3 separate regions of the Arachis hypogaea genome follow, and all the other regions are linked to region 1. A link is a contact called in public Hi-C data. All regions are on one chromosome and are shown on one strand. Each heading gives the region's core, a stretch centred on a gene start, on an enhancer-like site or on the middle of the called end of the contact. The rest is flanking DNA. Distances are from core to core; before and after follow the strand shown.

Region 1 (4,995 bases), core at 1,073-3,572:
GGAGGACAATTTTAGTTTATGTGTATGGGCAGCATGTGATGGCGGAACATCTCTTGGATTTGTCCCATCATTTCCTGGTTGGATTCAATTAGTTCTGCCTTGAATTCTACTTTGAGTTCTGCAATCTGCCTCTCCATTGCCTCCATTCTGGTTTCCATGATAGTAGTGACACGTGTTGTAGACACCATCCACAGAGCTCCCTGAATTGAGCTCTAATACTAGTTGTAAAGATTGGTATTTGAAATTCTGATTTTACACCTTTAATACTAGTCAAGAAGTTGAGTTTTTAGATGAATTCAGTAGAATTTCATCCTCTTACTGACTTCTTTATTGAATTACAAAAAATAGAAAGAACAAAATTTGAAATACAAGATAGAAAATTATAGAGTCTCCTCTTCTTCCTTCCTTCCTCTCTTTCTTTATGTAGTTGTCTTTTATTTAAAATAGTTCACTCCTATGCTATAACTATTCTTATCCATTAATCATACAACTTGTTTATGTCCTATCCACAACTCCTTGTCTCATCTTTTTTTCTAGAATAATTAAAAGACAAAATGGAGAATCTTCTCATCCTAATGATGAGCCCAGTTGCTCTCTCTCCTTTATCTTTTATTTTTTTTGCGCTATTTTTTATAAGATATTCAACAGAGAGATTAATAAGTAATAAGGGAGAATGGATTAGCGGCGAAAAAGAAGCCATGAGGTTGGCAGAGAATCATTTTGCGGAGCTTTTTAAGGCAACAAGTAATCTGAGGATGGATGAATGCATTAGGATGATTCCAAAGAGAGTTATCCAGGATATGAATGAAGGTCTTAAGGAGGAAACTATTGATCAAGAAATTAAAGAAGCGGTGTTTAGGAATAAAAGCATTGGGAGACAATAGGACAAGATGCATGTTTTATTGTTACGAATTTTTTCATTCATGGTAGTATAGATGAAAACATAAGTGAGACTACCATTGTTCTAATTTCTAAAGTTAGGCAACCAGAAACTCTTAACAAGCTTAGACTTATAAGGTGTTACAATTTCATATATAAAACCATTTCAAGGGTCATATGGTTTTGAGATTAAAAAATATTTTGGATAAGATAATATCTCTTATACAGAGTGCTTTTGTTAGAGGTAGGCTAATTCACAACATTATTATTGTTCAAGAGATGTTCAATAGTCTGAATAAAAAAAAAAAAAAAGAAGAGATGGATTGCATGATTTGGCCATCAAAATCAATATGAATAAAGCTTATGATAGGATGAGGTGGGATTCTATTGAAGCTACTCTTAGTGCTTTTGAGTTTGAGCTCTTACCTAATGTTGGAATGTGTAAGGAAAGTGATTTATAAGATAAAGATTAATGAAAATCTCTCAAGAAAGATTGTGCCTCAAAGGGGCCTGAGAAAAGATATCATAGTAGTTGAGATTTTTACCGTCTTACTGGATATAGCTCTAAGAGAGAGAGAAAAATTTTTGGCATTAAAATTGCACCCACAATTTTTTATTTGTTGTTTGCAGATAATTATATTTTTTTTTTCAGGGCAGATGAAGAAGAGATTTAATGAAAATTTTTGAGAAAAAGCAAAATATAAATTTATAATATTAAAAAATTTATATTAAAATATTAATTTTAATTACAAAATATTATTATGCACTCCTCTATATTTAATAAAAATATAAAATAATAATGATGATTTTTAAATACCAATCAAATTCTTATTATACCAAAAATTTAACTAATTAAATTTTTTTAGAATATTTATTTTAATAAAAACATCATAAATGATAGATAGATATTGAAGAATAATAACAATAATAGACCAACACAAGTTGAAAAATAAAATAATATAAATAATTAATAATATATAAATGATAGAATTATAAAACTTTAAAATTAGTTTTTATCATTTAATTTATATTTTTTGTTTTTACTAATTTATTTATTTCAATTTTTTTAATTCAAAACCATCATAGTAAGGATGCTCTTTTATTTTATTATCATTGTTATTATTTTCATGATTTCAGTTGGTCAAAGAATGTGGGTTTCATCTTTTTTTTTTTTTGTCATAATGGGTTTCAATCTTAAATTTGTGACACCAAGATCCTATTTTTTTTGGTGATTTACATATATTAGCCATAATGCCCAATCACAACAAAAAAAAGTGGCCAATCAACCAAAAAGACTCAACGGATTAACTAAAATAATAACAATGTCTTTAACTTAAAAAAAATGTCATTAACTTATCTAATCCCACAGAAAAGAGACATGACATGATACAATCTCCTGCAGCACCTCAGAAGCTGTCTCTTCTTTCAGGAAATAAGGGACACGCGACTTAATAGTGCCTTCTACGTAATTTCATCAGCTGATGAAGAATATATTCTTCATCACCAGAGTAATGGCCTAATATTTTTTTTGGCGACTCAAATTAACGATTACAGATTATTTTGTTTATATACTGTGAGGATTGTCGTTTCAATTTTTCTTTTGGAGCTTGATTGTCGTCTTAATTCTAAATAGGGCTTAGTATGTTTTTGGTCTTTCATGCATAAGTTATGGTGTCTACCAATAATACAAACAAGAATAATATAGGAAAGCCCAATAATAAGCCCAGTATTAAAGCTGAATCGGGCTTTTTTTTACAATAAAAAAATTTAGCCGAATCTGTAACATATAGAGTAATTAATAAATAGCTCCGTTTTAATAAAAAAAAGTAATTAATAAGGAAAAGTACAGGAAAATAACTCCCTTTCAAGTTAACATAAGCCAACTTTATTATAATTTAAATTTTATAAATAAATAAAAATTTAAAAGTTAAAATTTAAAATTTAAAAAAGATTCTTTTTACATTTATCCTAATCACATTTATAATACACAATAAAAACAATTTATAAAATATCTAATCCCTTTCCATTCATTTACAAACAGTCAAATTTCTTTCTTCACAAACCCACCGTCTCTACGCAGTTTTCGATGTCACCACCCACCAACCACTGTCGCATCTTTATCACATGAGGTTAATTGGGTTAACACTTACCAGAACACAGAATTACAGAAATATTCTTTCATCATCAAAATCCAATAGTTTGGTTCGTAATTAACATCATAAACTAAACAAACATTTTTAAAATCAACTAACTAGGGTACCAGTCAATTACAATGTGAACCGTAATAAAAAATCCAATAATACGAAAAATTTCTCTTAAACTTAAACCATAAAATTGAAAAAATAACTGCACACCTTCTTCTTCCTCTATCACTCTTACTCACGTTGTTCGCACTGTTGTCTTCCTCTCCCACCACAATATCCTCTATCGTGATTTACAGCACCACCCATTACTGCAGCATCCTCTCTCGCGATTCGTCGTGCTTAGGACCACCACAGCGCCCTCTCTCACGCTTTGCAATGCCGCCAATCACCGCAATGGCCTCCCCCTCGTGATTCGTCGTGCTCAGGACCACCGCAACGTCCTTCCTTATCGCAACGCCTTCCATTGCGATTCGCAGTGCTCTCCCCCTCGCGATTCACCGCGCTCACGATTATGGTTTTTTTATGTGGATTACTATATGTTTCTTTCCTAGATTTTAGGATGTTTCTTTTTGGAGGGATGCGTGTCTTTTATTTTTTTTAACTATTTTTTCAGATATTTCTTTTCAATTAAATGGATATTTCTTTTGTAGAATTTCAGATGTTTCTTTCTGAGTAAATAGATGATTTTTTTGGGTTACTGGATGTTTCTTTTCTAGGTTCGAGGTGTTTCTTTTCAGGGGGAGAACGCGGCAGCGGCGTGCATTTTTTAAAATTTAAAAAGTTGACTTAAGTTGTCTCGTACTCTAATTGTTTATCCAGTAAAATTATGGACTATATATAGTAGTCATAGTTATCATTACTGGAAAAATAACAACTTTATCAAATTTCACGGGTGGTGGTAGGTAAATTAAATCAACAAATACGTACTAAAAAGAATATTATTAGAGTTAAATCTCAAAGTGGTCCCTAAACTTGTGATCGAGTCTCGAACTCATCCTTAAACTTAAAATTGTCCCAAATTTGTCTCTAAACTTAACAACAGTCGTCCCTAAGGTATTTTCTGGCGACGGATCGATGACGTGGCTGAACAGAGACCGCGCCGAACTTGTAAATGTCGTCATTTTCTTTCTGAAGCTGAAAGTGAAGGTGAACGTGGAGCGAACTGTTGAATTTTTTATCTTCTCTGATAAACTATTTCAGATAATCGATGATCACACAGTTCTCGGCATTTTCAAGGTCATCGAAAGAGAGAGAAGGTAGCTTAGTCGTAGCATGGAAGAAGCCAGCAACATAGCATCATCAGCCGGTGGGAAAGGACTTGGGACGACGGGATGGGAGTATGTTTGGCGGCGAGATCCGATACTCTTATTGAAGAGAGAGGGGTCGATTTTGGGAGCGATGAGGTAACAATGGATGGAGTGAAAAATGACATTTCAATTGTATTTGAGGGTCGGAAAAAAAACGACAACGTTTCAATTGATTTTGTAGTGGATTTAGGTTTGAACTCTGATATTTATTCTATCTGAAATTGGTTTTCCTGTGCTGGTAATGACTTGCCCTGTTCTAATTTAGTTTCCTGCTGCTGCTTCATTGATCTGCCCTGTGCTAAATTAGTTTGCTTCGTGCTGTTGATTAGGTTTAAACTGTTATTGATCCTATGTTGCTATTTCATTGTTTTACTTTTGTGCTAAACTGGTTTATATGATGCTGCTGCATAGTATTATTGCTGCCTTATTCTTGTGTTGGCTGCTGCTGGAATGTTTAAATTCTGAATTATTTGTGCAGTAGTGATAACTTTGATGAATTTATGAGTCTAAGCTATCACTACTGCTACATTCTTGCAATAGCTGCTGTTTGAAGTGAATGATGGTTGTAAAAAATTCTTGAGTCTTGTTGTGGATGAATGTTTCCCTTCTTTTGCTGCATATGTATTGCATTATCAAAACCATTTTTGCAAGATATCTAACATGTT
Region 2 (4,921 bases), core at 767-3,266, 71 kb before region 1:
CTTTAGAGTTTTAAATCGAGAACAATAACCGTTCATGCACCCGAAAATCACTCAGTAGTAACAGGCAAATAAAGTTGTTGCATCTATAAGAAAACTAAGACATGATTACTTGGCAAATGTAAGATACTGAAAAATCTTTAGCCAAAGGTGATCATCAAATGGATATTCATTTATTAAGTTCTACTGAGATTAGCCAGGACTAATATCACAATAAACATTGCTAATTTAGAAAAACATGTTTTAGTGATGTTTAAGAAGAAAAGGAAGCCGTAAGGAAAAACTATTCAGCTAATATTTTGCCATGTGTAGTGTTAGAACTGTAGATTATCCATCCTTGTTTCATTCAAAAGATAAATTTAGAAACATTCAGATCAGAATTCCTGTCAACCAGATATACCAATCAGCTTGGTCAAAAACTATAGTTAAATAGAAGGTCATGCTACACAATTTTGGCACATACTATACTAACCTGAGCAGTAGATATTGAAAATGCATTGAGATTGCAATCAATATAATAGCAACTCACAAGTAAATCATCTCCCTGTCACATAACACAATATGGATGTTAAATAACTGTCAATTTAAGGACCAATTTGAACACCAAAGTTGGTAACCGACTTCAAATTTCTCCGGAAAGCTTTGAAACCTCTCCCAAGGTTCCTGAATTCGGCACAACCCAGTCAACCTAGGCCTCAGCATAGAATTTGGCAGTTTCAAGGACCTTAGAAGTCATATCATACTTACCTTGTTTCTCTCATTTACCTACATATCATGTACCAAATTCCCTGTCCCATATACCTTCCTCTTATAAGAAATACTTAAACATTTAATAACAAAAAGTAGCAAATTACATATCAAAACTGTACCCGTCTCCACTTTCCTAGTACCTATCCTCAGGAGAGGGTTCATAACTTCAAAGTAAGTTACAAACTTCAAACACCACAAATTTGATGCTTTACTTTCTCCAAAATAGGAGTGCAACCTGTTTACTATATGTAACATAAATTTTTATACACAAATTCTTGTTAAAGTTGTGATAAAATTACCTTATATACATGTATATTATATTCAAATACTCCTTACATATTTTTATTTGAATTAAACTTTAGACAACTAACTTGTCGTATTATTTCTATTCTGGTAGGAGTTTAAAGCTTGAGAAATACTTGTGCAATTGGAAGACATTTAATGCGTGCTCCATAAGTGATAATTTGGCTCCAGTTCACAGAAAGTACCGAAGCAATTGTGAATATTCAATAGTGATATGGGTATTTGTGCAAGATAAGTGATACTACCTGTATGTGATCGAGAACTGATCTAGCTGAATTGAGGGAAATCCCACGCTCAGCAGAAGGACCGCCGCAAATAAGACCGACCTTCAACACTCTACCATCATCCTTCTGTTTGTCAACATCAACAATTAGCGACGGTTCCACCTGCTGCTGCTGAATGGAAGAAGCACAAGTCACGCAGCTTCTTCTTGGCGGTTTGTGATTTAACTTGAGCAACTGTTTTATTGAGTTGCTCAACACTCGAACGCTTCCAAACACGGCCCTGCTACTGCCACACTGCTTCAATAGGGCGTCGTTGTTCCTCGGAAGGGTGAAGTTGGAAGCAATTGATGAAGAAGAAGAGGCCATGATCATGGAATTGGAAAGGAAGGTGGTGGTGGTGGTATGTGAGTGAATGATGGTGTTATTGTGTATAATATAAACATCAAGAACGGGGGAGAAGAAGAGAGAGTTGGAACTTGGAAGTTGGTAGTGAAGTGGAACCACATTTTGCTGACGTCAGCAAGTGCCGTCTTCTTGTTCAGATTAAAGTAAATCTGAAACGGCGTTTCAGGACGGCACCTTATTGTCGTCTATGTTTTACGGTTATAATAATCAGTATCGTTGCTGACTCGCTGCGAATCTAACCAGTTTGGTAGAATGGTTAATTCACTCTTTAGTTTAAAAGTGTTTCTGAATTCTAACTTGCACTTACGAGTTACGACCTAACTAATAACATATCTTTACAACTTGTTTAAAAACTTTTATGTGTTTTGGTTTATAAGTTCATACAAGTTAGTCTAAATCCAATAAAAACAATCTTCACATTAACATGTGTGTAAACTGTAAATATACGTTTACTCAATCCAACCGTTTAATAGCATACTATTATAAAAAATACTTTTTCTTCAACCAAAATTCTAACCCTAAAAATTCAAACAACGCTCGAAATCTTTAACAAAACTGTCAAAATCGTCGCGAAAACTCAAGAAAATTTCTAAGAGAAGTTCAAAATCTCCATCAAAAAACACAAAAACAAAAGACGAAAGATTATTCAAAATATTGTTCACTAATCGTCCAGTTTTTTTCACTTTTCTCTTTCTCATTTCGATCGCAAAACACTAGATAGTCATATTTCTATTTATTTAGTAGATTCATTATGTGTTCTTACTTTGAACTACATATTACTGTTATTATCATACTATTCAATCGGTGATAACTGTTTTACGTACTATTTCGCGTATAATTTAACGTATATTTTCATGTGTTTAAGAGATTTGAATGTGTTTTTGTGCTTCTAGTGTCATTTTATGCATGTTTGATTGAGTTGAATATCATTTTGAACTCATATTATTTCATGTAACCAAAAAGTAATAGAGGTCTATATGGCTCGTATTTCAGTGTATTTCCGGTGAATTCACGTGTAATTGGTGCTATTGTCCTATCTTTGCTGTAACTAGAAACATAATACTGTTCTTGTGTTTCTGGTGTCATTTTATGCATGTTTGATTGAGTTGAATATTATTTTGAACTCATATTATTTCATGTAAACAAAAAATAATAGAGGTATATATAGCTCTTACTTTGATGTATTTCTGGTGAATTGAGGTGCACTTGGTGCTGTTGTTATCTATTAACCTTATTTTTTATTCGTTACAGAAAAAATGGCAAACAAGAACCATGCACCAAAATATAATGTAAACACATATATCTTAGACCAACTCAATTTTTTCTTATATAAATATAGCTTATGTTAGAAACAAGAGACTGAGAGAGTAATTTGAAAAGTGTATTATTCAATGTGATCAAAGGTACAATATACAAGGGGTATTTATAGGTGCTAAATGAATTAGAGTAATAAAGGCATAGAATCCTATAATTAATATACAGATATACTATATAAATATAGACGATACTAATTGGTCTAAATTGATGCTAATGATTCTCTAACATCCCCCCTCAAACTCAAGTGGGAGCTAAGGATACCAACTTGAGTTTGGATAACAAAGTCCGGAAACAAGTCGGATGATGAGCTTTCGTGAAGATATCAGCAGTCTGATCTAGTGTTCCAACAACAATGAGACGAACAGCATCAATAAGGATACGTTGCCGAACAAAGTGACAATCAATCTCAATGTGTTTGGTGCGTTCATGAAACACATCATTATGGGCGATCTGAATAGCACTGCGGTTATCACAAAAAACATCAGTAGGGGACGACTGAGGAGCATGGTCAACAGTGGTGTCAGCGAGGGCACGGTACTCAGCTTCTGTGCTTGAGCGAGCAGTGAACGTTCACTTCTTAGCACGCCAAGAAATGAGAGCGTCGCCAAGAAACAAACAGTAACCAGTAGTAGAACGATGATCAGTGGGATCACCAGCCCAATCAGCATCGGAGTAAGCCTGAAGAGACAAAGAGGAATGGGCAGAAAAATAAAGGCCATGAAATAGAGTGCCTTTGATGTAGCGAAGAATGCGAAGAACTGCCGCATAGTGAGTAGTACGAGGAGCTGACAAGAACTGGCTAAGTACATGAACCAGATAGGCGATGTCTGGTCGGGCGACAGCTAAGTAGACGAGACTACCAACTAACTGTCGATAGAGAGTTGGATTATCCAAAACAGTGCCATCCATAGGGGTAAATCGAACATTAGGCTCAAGAGGAGTAGACTCAGTGCGACTATCTGTAATCCCAGCGCGAGCAAAAAGATCTGAAGCATACTTAGCCTGAGATCATCGGTGGAGATGACCTCGAGACCAAGAAAATAGCTGAGAGAACCAAGATCTTTCATCTCAAAGGTACGGTGAAGTGAGTCCTTGAGATAAGAGATACCATCAATATCATCCCCCATTAATGATCATGTCATCAACATAAAAAAGTAGAAGAAGAACTTCACGTTCGCTTTTACAAATGAAGAGGGCATTCTCACGAGGGCTAAAAGTAAAACCAAGACTGCATATGGTAGTGCAGAACTTGTCAAACCATTCACGAGGAGCTTGCTTAAGTCCATAAAGTGCCTTGCGAAGGAGACAAACCTTATTAGAAGGACAAGGATATCCCGGAGGTGGTTTCATATAGACTTTCTTTTTCAAATCCCCGTTAAGAAATGCATTCTTCACATCCATCTGACTGAGAGACCATTTTTTAACCACACAATGGCAATAAGAGCTCTAACAGACGTAAGACGAGCGACAGGAGCAAAAGTCTCTTCATAATCAATATCATACTCTTGCGTACAACCTTGAACAACCAAGCGGGCCTTATAACGGTCAATAGAGCCATCAGAGCAAGTCTTGATCTTGTATACCCATCTACTTCCCACAACTTCCTGATCAAAAGGAGGATTAACCAAATCCCAAGTGTGTGCTTTTTCAAGTGCCTGTATTTCTTCCCGCATTGCTTGTTGCCAATTTGGGTTTGAGGAGGCTTCTCTGAATGACTTAGGTTCATGTTGATGAAGGATAGTAGAAAAGCAATGATAATCAAGAAGATGAGGAGGTGGATTCCTTACCCTAGAAGAACGAGCGGGGGGAGGAAGCATGACGGTAGGAGCAGGATCATCGTCCGGTCTGGAATCATTGGGAGATGGAGAAGGTGGAAGAACAGGAGGCTGTGGAGGGTCACTCGAGATAGAATCTGGAGAATCATC
Region 3 (4,792 bases), core at 824-3,323, 120 kb after region 1:
TGCACAAACAAATTAAGGCTCTATTTGAGCAGCACAGATCACAAATATTAATCACGTTCTGCTGAATTGAATAATGGTTAATCACACACTGTTTCACACCTCACAAAGAAGCAAAACCAGAACTAACCCATATTCTTAACATACCCAATCAACAATATTCAGTTGCTCGCACCTGCGTCAGCGGCTCCTACCTCCCCGCCTCTGAAGACATCGTTTCTCTTCTTCTTCTTTCTGTTTGCGCAGACAGTGGAGAAATCGAAAACCAAAAAGGAAAAAACAGAATCAAAATGAGAAATGAAGTAATGAACTAACCCATATACAAGGAATTAGCTGAGAGCCCCAGAACCGGAATCGAAAGAAAACAAACGTTCCGTGGGCCACCTAATAAGAAATTAAACATGACATTCACTCCAATAAATTAAACATGACATTCACTATCTCATCACCCTTCTCCTTAGTATCCACCATCAATAATGTCTCTAGTAGAAAATCAAAATAAAGTTCACAAAAATTCATCATCTAAAATCATGAATGTAGAGGGGGATGCATCAATTCCATTGACACTTCTTCATGAATTTCACCAATGTCATCATCAAATCTAATACCGAGAGATATGGATTACAAGAAACTATATGACGATTCAAATGAGAAGTCCCGTAACTATTCTTGGTTTTCGGGTTCCTCCCAATTTCGTATTCATGATTACAAAAGTTGCATGCATCATGCATCCCTTTCAATACCATCTCTATCTTTTCCAATCTTCTTAAAAAACCTCCAAACATTAGAATTTTTGCCAGAATCAACACTTGAAAGTTGAACAAGAGTCTTAGAAACAATCTCATCATTCATGTTTATAAATTTCCTAATCATATTTAGATAATCTCATCAAAACACCATTTATAAATATTTTGAACTGCTGCTACTTTCATAATAAAGAAACAAAAATAAACAAACAAACAAACGCAAAAGAGGTCATCTACATTCAACACAAACCATAATCGGGAACTGGGGATTAAGCAATAAAAATAAAGCATAAAAACTTCCAATAATATGTATTAAAATTCTACAAGGTTCTTGATTTGTTAATAACTAGAACTAGAAAGGATACATTACATTATACTAGATTACCAGTTCAAACTACAACAAGCATGAAAAGAATTATTATCTGATAAGAGGAATCTTCAAGAGATGAATAAGACCCACAATTTTTATCACTGAAAAGAACCAAACTTTGGAGTAAAGTTTCAATCTCGATCCTTCCATTCAACATTCAACACAAAAGGAGTCATCTACATTCAACACAAACCATCATGGGGAATTGGGGATTAAGCAATAAAACTAAACATGAATTATAAACCAAACCACGAGAGGGATTGTAAAGTGTATCTATAAAACAGAAAAAATACATAGAAACAAAGCAAACACCATTACTATTAAAAAAGTAAAAATTCGTGAATGCAAGAAACAGAAGAGAGGCAAAGCAAGTAACGAAGCAGACTCGAATCGTGAAGTGAGCAATGGAGAAAATTGAAGGTGAGTGGAAGTGACTGACCTCAGAGACTGGTAATCTGTGTCTCCAGAATCAGAATCAGCACCACCACCGCGTCGTCCACTGATTATGTCTTCTCCGGCAGAAATGGCGAGTTGGCGACAAATCGAGAATGCACAACAACTCCAATGCACAGGCACAGCAACTCCGACGAGAGTGAAAGGATGCACAGCGACTTCTAGTCTTCAACGAATCAGACGAAGAGTCGAAGACGATGCACAGCGCAGCAACTTCCAAATTTTTTTAGGGCTTTTGGGACCAGCCCTATCTCTGTTTTTTGGGGGGCTTATTAGAATCATGCCTTGTAAAATGTGTTTTTGTAGTTTTAGGACTGTGGGCTAAAATTAAGTTGAAGGATTTAGAACCAATCATAGAATCTTGGACTCAATTGACAGTTTGATACCACTATTTTCGGGGATTGGAATTTCTGCCGTTCTGGGTCTGTGTAGAAGAAGATTGTTAGGGCTAATTTTGTTGTATATTGAAAAAATTTTGGTATAATACTCAATTATTAAATTTTATGGTATTTTTAAAAATTGTGGGAGCAGGACAATATAGGGATGGCAAAATTTTCCGAGACGCGGGGATCCTTGCGGGGACTGCCCCGAATGGGGATCCGATTGTGGAGAATTTTTTCCGCGGGGATGGGAATGGGGGACAAAATTTTCCCGAAGCAAGCGCGGGGAACCGAGCGAGGATCCCCGCCCCGTCTCCGCTATTCCCCGAAATTTATGAATTCCCTGAATTATCTTTAATAGTTTATTTCTCATATATATTTTTTAGTCATTTCTCACACAGACATATATATAGAAACCTAAAACTCCTAATCTTTATTTGCATAACCCTTCTTCAATTCAGAGATCCCTAAGGTTGTCTATACTCTATCAAACCTCTCTGCAGCCGTCCCCTCGTCACCCTTCTCACCGCATCGTCACACCTCACTGTGCCATTACCCTTACCGTGTTGTAATTTCTATTTGCGGCGTTCTTTTTTGTAACTCTGCCGTCGTGTCCATTCTCCTCTCTGTTGTCGCGTCTCCCACCTCGTCCACTGTTTTGTCCTTTGGCTCGTCGTTGCGTTCCCCATTGCGTTATTTCGAAAGAAGTCATCATCGTGTCATTTAGATTTTTTATATAAAATCTTACAGTTTTTGTATAAGATAGATACTTGCAGCTCTATTCATATGGAAATTAATAATTAGTTAGAACTATTATGTAGATGGGGAATGGGGTCCCCGCGGGGAATGGGGATGGGGAGCAATATTTCCCCACGGCGGGGAATGGGGCGGGGATGGGGAGCAAATCTGAGGGCGGGGATGGGGAGCAGGGAGGCATCCCCCGCCCCCGTCCTGCCCCATTGACATCCCTAGGACAATACGTTAATATACAATACAAGAGAGAGTATTGTCAATACAAAGGGACGTACTATTCTGCTCCCACAATTTTAAAAAACACCATAAAATCTAATAATTGAGTATTACTCCAAAATTATACCAATATATAAAAAATAAACGGATTGTTAGTTCTCCGAACAAAAAAAAAGAAGAAAAAGAAAAAGAAGAAGAAGAATAGAAGATAGTTAATTGTAATTTTAAATTTTTTAAATATTATTTTAAAAATCTAACTTTTTAAAATCCAATTAAAGGAATCTAATTCACATAAATGATTTTGATGCAGTGATTAAATATATTGTAACTAAGACGATGCCATTATTTATGCAACATAAGGTCAACAATAACAATAATAAAGCTGTCCCACTAAGTGGGGTCGATTTAGGGATGGCAACAGGTCCCATGGGGGCGGGACATGCCCCCCGCCCCCAATATCTGTCCCCGTCCCTGTCCCGTCCTCATGACGGGTAACGGGGACTTGTATTCGGCGGGAACCTTGGGTCTCTACTGATATTTGCGGATTTTTGTAAAAATTAATAAAAATTAAAAAAAATTAGAAAAAATCAAAAATAATCCTCAATTGTCATTACAAAAATAATATACATAGTCTTTAAAGACTTAAATAGCAATAACAACAAACATAAACATCCAAACATATCTATAAACAACCAAATATTATATAAACAACCAACCATATTCATAAACAATCAAATAAAATTCATGACATCATAAAAACATAATTACACCATCTCAATCTTCCTTTCATCCTGTAATGGTAGTGATGATAGATTCCGACTTACTTGAATCCTACAGCGACAAGAAAACAATTTAAAGTTAAAATCATATAATAACTCAATGAGTCAATAATATAAAAACATAGTGTGTTATATGTAATTTAATAGTTTACTTACGTCAACATCTCCTTCAATGTTATGAATTGTGTAGCACTCAAATCCTATGTTAGTTGTGGTGCCAAGTTCATTCCAAAGCCAATCTTGATTACACATTAGAGCCTCTAATGTGTCCAGATGCAACCTACTACGATGTGGCGTAACAAATCGACCACCCGTAATAAATGAAGATTCAGAGGCAATGGTAGAGATAGGAATCGCCAAAAAATCCCTAGCAATAGCTTGCAAAGTAGAAAACTTCGCTCCATTTGACTTCCACCAATTTAAGATATCAAAATTATGTTCAGTTTGTGGTACCGGTCTCTCTTCAAGATAATAATCTAACTCACTCTTTGTATTAATAAATGTGGATTCCTCACTTACATGTGCAGCAAAATCAGCTTGCCAATCTTCATGACTGAACTTCCTCCCCTTTGAACTTGAAGGAATTGATGGTGGTGGCAGCATATCTAATTGAGCAGCTTGGTCTCTCTCTCTTCCCTTTGTTGCATATTCTAAAACTAAATCTTGCACTACCCTTTTCACTTGACCAATTACAACACATGCCTCCATCTCTCCATATATTTTACGAAAAAAGAAATTCAATAAATACATCTCGTACCTAGGATCCAAAAGAGTCCCAATAGCCATAACTGTATTAATCACATCCCAATACTTTTCAAACTTAGTTATCATACTAGTAGCCATCATTTCAATTATCTCATTTCCACAATTTTTCCACTCCATCAAAGCCAACTTAATCACACAAACCTTAGAAAAATAAAGATTTGATGTAGGATAAGTTGTTCCAGAAAATAATTTAGTCATATAAAAAAATACCCTCAATCTTTGAAAAATCTCATCCGGCATATCCCAATCCTTTTCACTAGGCAAAGATTTATATTGACTCTCACACAATGACAATCTTTCAAATACATCTCTATACATAATTGCAACTTCAAG

What was found. A called contact is a pair of places that touch in the nucleus more often than the background predicts.
Region 2: a contact with region 1 is called in a Hi-C map of leaf, with 6 times the contacts expected there. The contact joins the promoter of LOC112743763 here to the enhancer-like site in region 1. A contact is called at or near these places in 2 of 8 Hi-C or Micro-C datasets (both in leaf).
Region 3: a Hi-C map of leaf shows a contact between it and region 1, with 4 times the contacts expected there. The contact joins the promoter of LOC112743769 here to the enhancer-like site in region 1. A contact is called at or near these places in 2 of 8 Hi-C or Micro-C datasets (both in leaf).

What each region holds. Positions count from the first base shown.
Region 1 is chr14:115,854,644-115,859,638 of arahy.Tifrunner.gnm2.J5K5, forward strand. No RefSeq gene overlaps it. Among protein-coding and RNA genes, the nearest start is that of LOC112740537, 6.7 kb to the right of the region's middle. Within about 2 kb of position 2,323, at least 3 of the 3 cell types and tissues checked have open chromatin away from gene starts, as enhancers often do.
Region 2 is chr14:115,783,980-115,788,900 of arahy.Tifrunner.gnm2.J5K5, forward strand. LOC112743763 reads right to left here and starts at 2,017. Exons shown (of 24, transcript XM_025793097.3): 1 at 1,296-2,017; 2 at 470-541. The coding sequence starts at 1,646.
Region 3 is chr14:115,976,624-115,981,415 of arahy.Tifrunner.gnm2.J5K5, forward strand. LOC112743769 (pentatricopeptide repeat-containing protein At2g38420, mitochondrial) reads right to left here and starts at 2,074. Exons shown (of 2, transcript XM_025793102.3): 1 at 1,553-2,074. LOC140178684 (zinc finger BED domain-containing protein RICESLEEPER 2-like) reads right to left here. Exons shown (of 7, transcript XM_072215906.1): 3 at 4,670-4,792; 4 at 3,847-4,585; 5 at 3,740-3,746; 6 at 1,553-1,732.